Regions from separate parts of the Lactuca sativa genome. Here region 2 is linked to region 1. The links are chromatin contacts, called in public Hi-C maps. All regions are on one chromosome and are shown on one strand. Each heading gives the region's core, a stretch centred on a gene start, on an enhancer-like site or on the middle of the called end of the contact. The rest is flanking DNA. Distances are from core to core; before and after follow the strand shown.

Region 1 (3,476 bases), core at 407-2,906:
CTCACATTACCAAGAGCTGATTAAGACCTAACAATTTTTACATGTATAATAATATCACTAAATGGTATATCTAGTATTTAGTATTAAGTAGGAAGCAAGTATTTATTGTTGTTTTTTGATAAACTATGTACTTCAAAAGAACAACAAACTTCATAGTTAACTTTTTTTTTTTCTACTTCGAATGTCTTCCAACAATTTGAAAGATTCATTCATTTTGATTTTTCTTTAATCCCACTATTTGTTTCTTGTAAGATTGACAATTTTAAAAAAGTTAATTGGTTTCTTTATTATGAATTAGACATTTTATGGTAGATAGTAATAAATAACTAAAATTTGTGTTTCTTAATAAATCATATAAAGTCTTTATGCAAGTTTGTGAAGAAAAGATAAGATGTGATCAGAAACTTGTTGAGGTTTCTCTTGATGAATAAAATGGTGGCCTTTGATCATCACAACTTCAATATCAGGAATCAATTCTTTCATAACATCACTCTCAACAAATTCTTTCGTCCAGCTTTTAAACCCATTATCTTCGTCTCCAATAATCAGCTTCGATGGAACTTTAATCTTTGCCCCTTGCCATGGCGCTTCAAGCTCCCACGACCTTCAAAATTACAAAAATAAGTATAAACAAAATTACAAATCAGATCCAATATCTGTGTTTTGAAACTTACAGATCCATAGCACGATAGTAATTTAAGCCTCCAGTAAATCCAGTCTCCTGAAACTTATCTGCATACGCTTGAAGCTCATCTTCAGTAATCCATGGAGGCAATGAAGGAGTTTCCATGTGATCGATAATCTCAATTCCAGAAGGTGCTACCAGTACATCGCCATGGTTGATCAGCAAAAACTTTTTGATTACAGTCAAGCAATCGTATTTCGCAAAAGCCCTCTCTGCTCTTCCCAATTCCTATATTAATTTCCTAAACTTTATGAAACTCATCTCCATGTAAACACAGTGAGAGAAAGAAGAAGAAGAAGAAGAAGAACCTGGAACTGAGTGATGTATAAATTATCTCCAAACGATTTGGTGAATAACTGAGTTGGACTGATTGGGGATCTAGGAAACAACGGAATACCGAGAGCAACGATTCCTTTGACTCTATCTGGCCGGAAAAGACTCAGATGCCAGGCGGCGTGTGCGCCCCAATCGTGTCCCACCACAAACACCTGATATTCATGCGTACACAAAATCAACCCTAATGCTAATTAAAGCTTCATCGCCATTAAAGCACACAAATGACATACCTGTTGTTGATTGAAGTGATCTAGAACGCCAATGAGATCACCGACTATGTGGAAGAAGGTGTAGGAAGAGGGAGACGATGGGGAGTCGGAATCGCCATAGCCGCGGAGGTCAGGTGCGAGGACACGGTAACCGTGGTTAGTTAAGTAAGTGATCTGATGGTGCCATGAAAACCAGAGCTCCGGGAAGCCATGGAGGAGGAGCACTACAGGTCCGTTGCCTTTTTCTGCAACATGCATCGATATTCCGTTGGTTTTGATTGTATGGTGAGTTATTTCACCCATCTTCTTCATCCATTCCATTTCCATGTCTGTAACTGGAGAGACGTTTGTTTCCTGTTAGAACACTGGATCATGAAAGTCAAAATTAAAACTTGCTGCATTCAAACTTATTGTGATTCTGGTCAACGGCCCCATTTTCAAACACGTATGTGATTTTACTTCTTTTATACTTCTTTTATATTAGAGAAGATTGTAAATTTGGTCCATGTAGTTTGCTAATATGCTTGGTACAGTCCAATCGGTTTTAAAAATTATCGATACGGTCCTTTTGGTTTACTTTTATTATAGATTTGGAAGACGGTTTACTCATTTCTTTTTTTTTTTCCATTTATTATTATTATTATTATTTTGGTTATTTTAGAAATAAGAAACAGTCAAACGCACGGTTTTTCATGTAATTTCTACTCAAGAACTCACATGCAGTTAGAAAAAAACTTACCACCATTGTTGCGATTCTTTCACTTTTATCAGTGTACTTTCAAGTTTCAATCGAAACCAAATGACACAGTTTCATATAAAGTTTCATCGTCGACCCTCTAGCAGCACCATGACCACACCCATGATCATTGGCACGAACCACCATCCAAGAATGTTTGTGGTCATGTTTCCTTTTACGATAATGAGATCACCTTCAAGTCAATCCCTTTATATAGGCATAGTCCTATAAATTATTTCTATTTGACTCAATTAACTACACTCGGTAGAAACGATTATGAGTTTAAAAGTCAATATTAATAAAGATCTTTGTATTAAGTACTTGGCATAAGAAGGGATTCGATATACAACAAGGGGCCAAGATAGTGATAGCTAGGGATGAGTGTGGATGTGGGGATATGTGTGATCATTTTTTATATACATTTGACCATTGAAATTATTCCACATATTTAAGAAAATATAATATTACTTATAACAATAGATAGTATTATCTTTTTAGGTGCATTTGAAACAACTTCAATGGTAAAATGTGTACAAAAAATATTATTGGCTAAATATGAACATCAAAACAAAGTATTTTACTCATTTAAGTCATTATCCATAGAAAAAACCAAGTTATTTATGGTTGTAGATGAAACTAAATTATTTGTCAATTGATGTGATTTATGAAAATTATTATTTCGATTTGATATGTTACTTAATATATATATATATATATATATATATATATATATATATATATATATATATATATATATATATATATATATATATGCTTAAAATAAAAAATATAAGGTTAATTGTCATGATACATAATATTTCAGATAAATTGTTTTGTCCCTCCTACACTATGTCATACTTACACTATGTTATACTGACATTTATTCCAAATTTCTTTTTCACCTATTCCATAGGTTGCCTAATACTCATTTTCAGTTTGTGTAGGAATTCAAGTGTGTAATGGCTACAAATCCAATCATAGTTAACAATTAATTCTAACTTAAAATTTATAGCATAATTATGATCATTAATAAGAGATTTGATTTGGAATGAATTTTCTTCACTCATCCATGAACCCCAAAGCATAAAAGTGCACTTTCCGAAACAACATTTGACCAGTAATCTCCTATTATTATTTTTTTTAATCTCCTACTATTATTTTTTTTTATAATATAATCGATACCCATTAGCACCTGCAGAATTGAAAACCATATGTTTTAACTGTTTGGGACTTTCAAGCCTCATACCTAGTACATGCTTCTACTTCTTCCAGTAAACATCTTCATTGAAGCTTGTTTGCATATCAATTTATGGATCATTGGTAGCGGTCATCCTTAGGTACTTTTTTAGGGTTGGATTCTCCTTACTAGGGTCGGCCTTATTGTTATAGGCCCCCCTTAACGGAAAATTAAATTAGTTGATTGTTTTTTCGGATTCTTCATTCAAGCACATCAGCAGAAACTACGACTCGATAACTGTTCTTCACTTCTACTTTCTCTGTCCTCTGAATC
Region 2 (3,476 bases), core at 501-3,000, 310 kb before region 1:
ATTCATTACATAATCATAAAAGAATCAAAGTAAACCATAATTACTTCAAAGCAACTTACCTGAGAATTCTGAACTAGAACATCAATGGCTGCAAGATATGGAGCAACATTTAGAGTTTTATTCACAAAATGAACTCGATGTTGAATCTTCTTCAAATTCACAAAGTTTCTAAGTTCTGTTTCAAATTTAGTCTGCATACTCATATCACTTCCTACAATCACTGCATGAACTGAAGGCACTTGAAGCTTCTTTTCTTGAATTATCTGTAAACTCTCATGAAATGAACGCAAAAATAAATCTTGACCTTTTCCACGCGAAACACCTGTAAATCATTATCGTATTCACACATAAACATATTCGATTCATCACCTTGTTTCTATATTGAAAGGAATAAAGTTACATTAACGCGAAAAACTTACTATTAATAGCAGCGAAAAGTATATCTTCATTGCGCACTCCTAGAAACTCTCGAACATGCTCCCTTAAAACCCTTTTTGCTATATTATCTTCTGCGACATCCATGAGTTCTTTACTGTTTCCGAGATGAACAACGTAAGTTTTTGGCATCTGAATCCTGGAAATTTAAGCGTGAATTGTTAAATTAAAGAAATGGGAAAGTTTATTTTAGGTGTAAAAAGAGATTGGGAAACAGAAAAGAGCTTGCTTTAATCGTTCTTGAGTTCTGTTTTTCCAATATTCAGCTGTAACGTAGGAATCGATCATAGACCCAGCTACCATTGGTAAATGCTTGACGTAATCCAATTTGAAGTAATGACCTCGCATTTCATGAATCCACCATAACACTTTTGGGAGAATTTGAGGGACGTTTTTATTCAGAACAGCGTCTAGCCATTTTCCGGCGACGGCAGTGTTTAGAACAAGCAAATCGGCTTTAATGGCGGTGGTTATAGCTTCTTGACCTTTAGCAGAGAAGACCTGTACTCCACGATCCAGCATCTTGTTCTCCAAACTGTAAATCACCTCCTCTTTCCCCGGTGGCTTTTGAAGTGTTATCCAACAAACTTCAGCACCAACACCTCGCAATAGAAACGCTAGTTCCATTAAAAGCAATGGACCACCTGAAAGACAAATCAACAAATTGAAAAGGGGGTAAAAGGTATCAGAATGTCGATTACATCATTTCCCCCTAATGGAATGAAGAATTGAAGAGTTACCAGAAAGAGAGAGTTCATGAGAAACGAGAAGAACAAGCTTGGACTTCATGAAACTGAGAGGATTCGCTACTTTGACTTTAGGCGGAGGCGACGCCTTCGGATTCACCGTCGATTGAAACCGTTTACCTGCATCAGGGACATCGAAGAGACGGCGATCACATGAGGAATCATAAGCGGCCCTGATAATAAACGCCACCGCCGTCGAGATGGATAGCAAGGCTAACAGAACCAGAAGCCATCGCTTCTTCTTGTGGAAGAAGAATGTTGAGGATCCCATGGACTGCTTCGCCATGGTTAGGATCTGTGAAAGAGGGTGTGACTATTTGAGATGATCCAAGTCTCGACATTGATCTAGGGTTCCTTGAAATCTTGTCATGCGCATCTGATCGACGTATAGAGAGATGGACACTTGTAAGGATTGCTGAAAAAGCAGAGCTTGAAAATTGAAATCTTTCCGGTGAGATTGAAATGGAAATTTGTGTATGGAATATTGATCTGTGGGTAATATGCGAGAGCCGACCATGAAAAAAAGCTTCGAGCTTTGGGTCCGCCGAATTGTGTTACCAAAAAGTGACATCTTTTATGGTAGACGTTATAATAATAAAGTCCTTAATATTTTCAAATTTTATATTATAAGTAGTAAAAAAAAAAGTCTGTCTTTGGTCCCGGATTTTTTTTCTTTTTACTTTTATTTTTAAAATAAACAAAAGCTACGGATCTTTAAATTCATCAATTAAAATACAAATGGTAAAGAAATACACTACAAATTCAATACATAATAATTTAGGGGTGTGTGCGGTACGGTTTGATGCGGTTTCGAGTCAAAACCGCAAACCATACCGCATATAGGGTTTGAATATTTTAGAAATCGCAAACCGCACCACAAATGTTCAAAACTGCGTGATGCGGTTTAGTTACGGTTTGTGCGGTTTGATGAATTATTCAACATTAAATATATCAAAAAACCAAAAACCTGACCGGGTTAAAAAAATTGATTGCTTTCATTTTATAAAAACAAATACAAATTTCAAGTTAAATCATTTTTAATAAATTGTGATTCATGCTACTATAGTTTTGTAAGTATCATTGTTATTGTTTTATATTGCCGTTATAGTTATTATATTCTTGTAAACAATGAGATCTTGATCTAATAGTGATTTCATGTTATGTTATAGATATTTGGTTATTGTAAGAAATATATTTATATACATCATTTCTAAATCGTGATTTGAAGTTATAACAAAGTATATATATATATATATATATATATATATATATATATATATATATATATATATATATATATATATATATATATATATATAACATGCGGTGCGGTGCGGTTTTAACTGCAATTATATAAATACAAACCGCAAACCACACCGCGTAGTGCGTTTTAATAAAATGATGAACAGCAAACCGCACCACGAAATTCTAAACCACATTATGCAGTGCGATTTTGTGCGGTTTGTACGGTTTTTTGCATAGCTCTATATAATATATCAAAACAAAAAAATAAAAAAATAAAAAAACATATATGTTAAAGTATAATGAGTATTATGCCAAAGTGTTATTTTTTAAAAATATTTATTTAGATGAGGATTGAAAAGTAAAAAACCAAAGTATAACTTTTACAAAATGGTGTGGTCAAAATCCAAAAAAATAAGACTTTATTATTCCCTAAAGATTTGTGTATTAATATATAAAAGAAGAAGGGCCAAAATGTAACATTTAAAAAGTGGTGTGGTCAAAACCCAACAGAATGAAAGTAAAAAAAAAAATATGGTGAAATTCAACAAAACCAAACAATGAGGGACCAAAACAGTCAATTTCTGAAACTATTGTGGCCAAACTCTTAAGCACATCAACTTTTCTATTCCTTAAGTCTATATGCTTTTAATATGTATATATTAATTTGTGTGTTAATATATAAAAGAAGAAAACCAAAAGTATAATCTTTACAAAATGGTGAATAAAAGTAAAAAATGGTGAAATTCAACAAATCAAACAATATGGGACCAGAACAGTCAATTTTGGAAACTATGGCCAAACTCCTAAAAACATCCTTTTCCTTAAGTCCATATGTTTTAATTAATATATACACTTATTTGTAGAGTTTATTTTTTTAGGGGGAGGTCACCTTTATTTGTATAGTTTATTTGTAGAGTATTAATTAAAAAGTTCTTTAAAGAATTTAGGGGGTAATTTCAAGACTTTCTTAAATTTGTAGAGTTTATCTTTTCTTTTTTTTTTTCTTTTTTTTTTTTTTTGGTTTACATTTGTTTTTATGGAGTTTTTTTT

What was found. Hi-C and Micro-C count contacts between places; a contact is called where the count stands out from the background.
Region 2: a contact with region 1 is called in a Hi-C map of leaf, with 3 times the contacts expected there. The contact joins the promoter of LOC111897252 here to the promoter of LOC111897263 in region 1. A contact is called at or near these places in 2 of 4 Hi-C or Micro-C datasets (both in leaf).

The regions. Positions count from the first base shown.
Region 1 is chr3:109,486,443-109,489,918 of Lsat_Salinas_v11, reverse strand. LOC111897263 reads right to left here and starts at 1,656. Exons shown (of 4, transcript XM_023893226.3): 1 at 1,252-1,656; 2 at 994-1,173; 3 at 675-913; 4 at 302-604. The coding sequence starts at 1,557. The coding sequence ends at 364. LOC111897271 (folate transporter 1, chloroplastic) reads left to right here. Exons shown (of 11, transcript XM_023893232.3): 11 at 1-175. The coding sequence ends at 24.
Region 2 is chr3:109,793,894-109,797,369 of Lsat_Salinas_v11, reverse strand. LOC111897252 reads right to left here and starts at 1,750. Exons shown (of 6, transcript XM_023893216.3): 1 at 1,176-1,750; 2 at 665-1,079; 3 at 420-574; 4 at 60-322. The coding sequence starts at 1,467.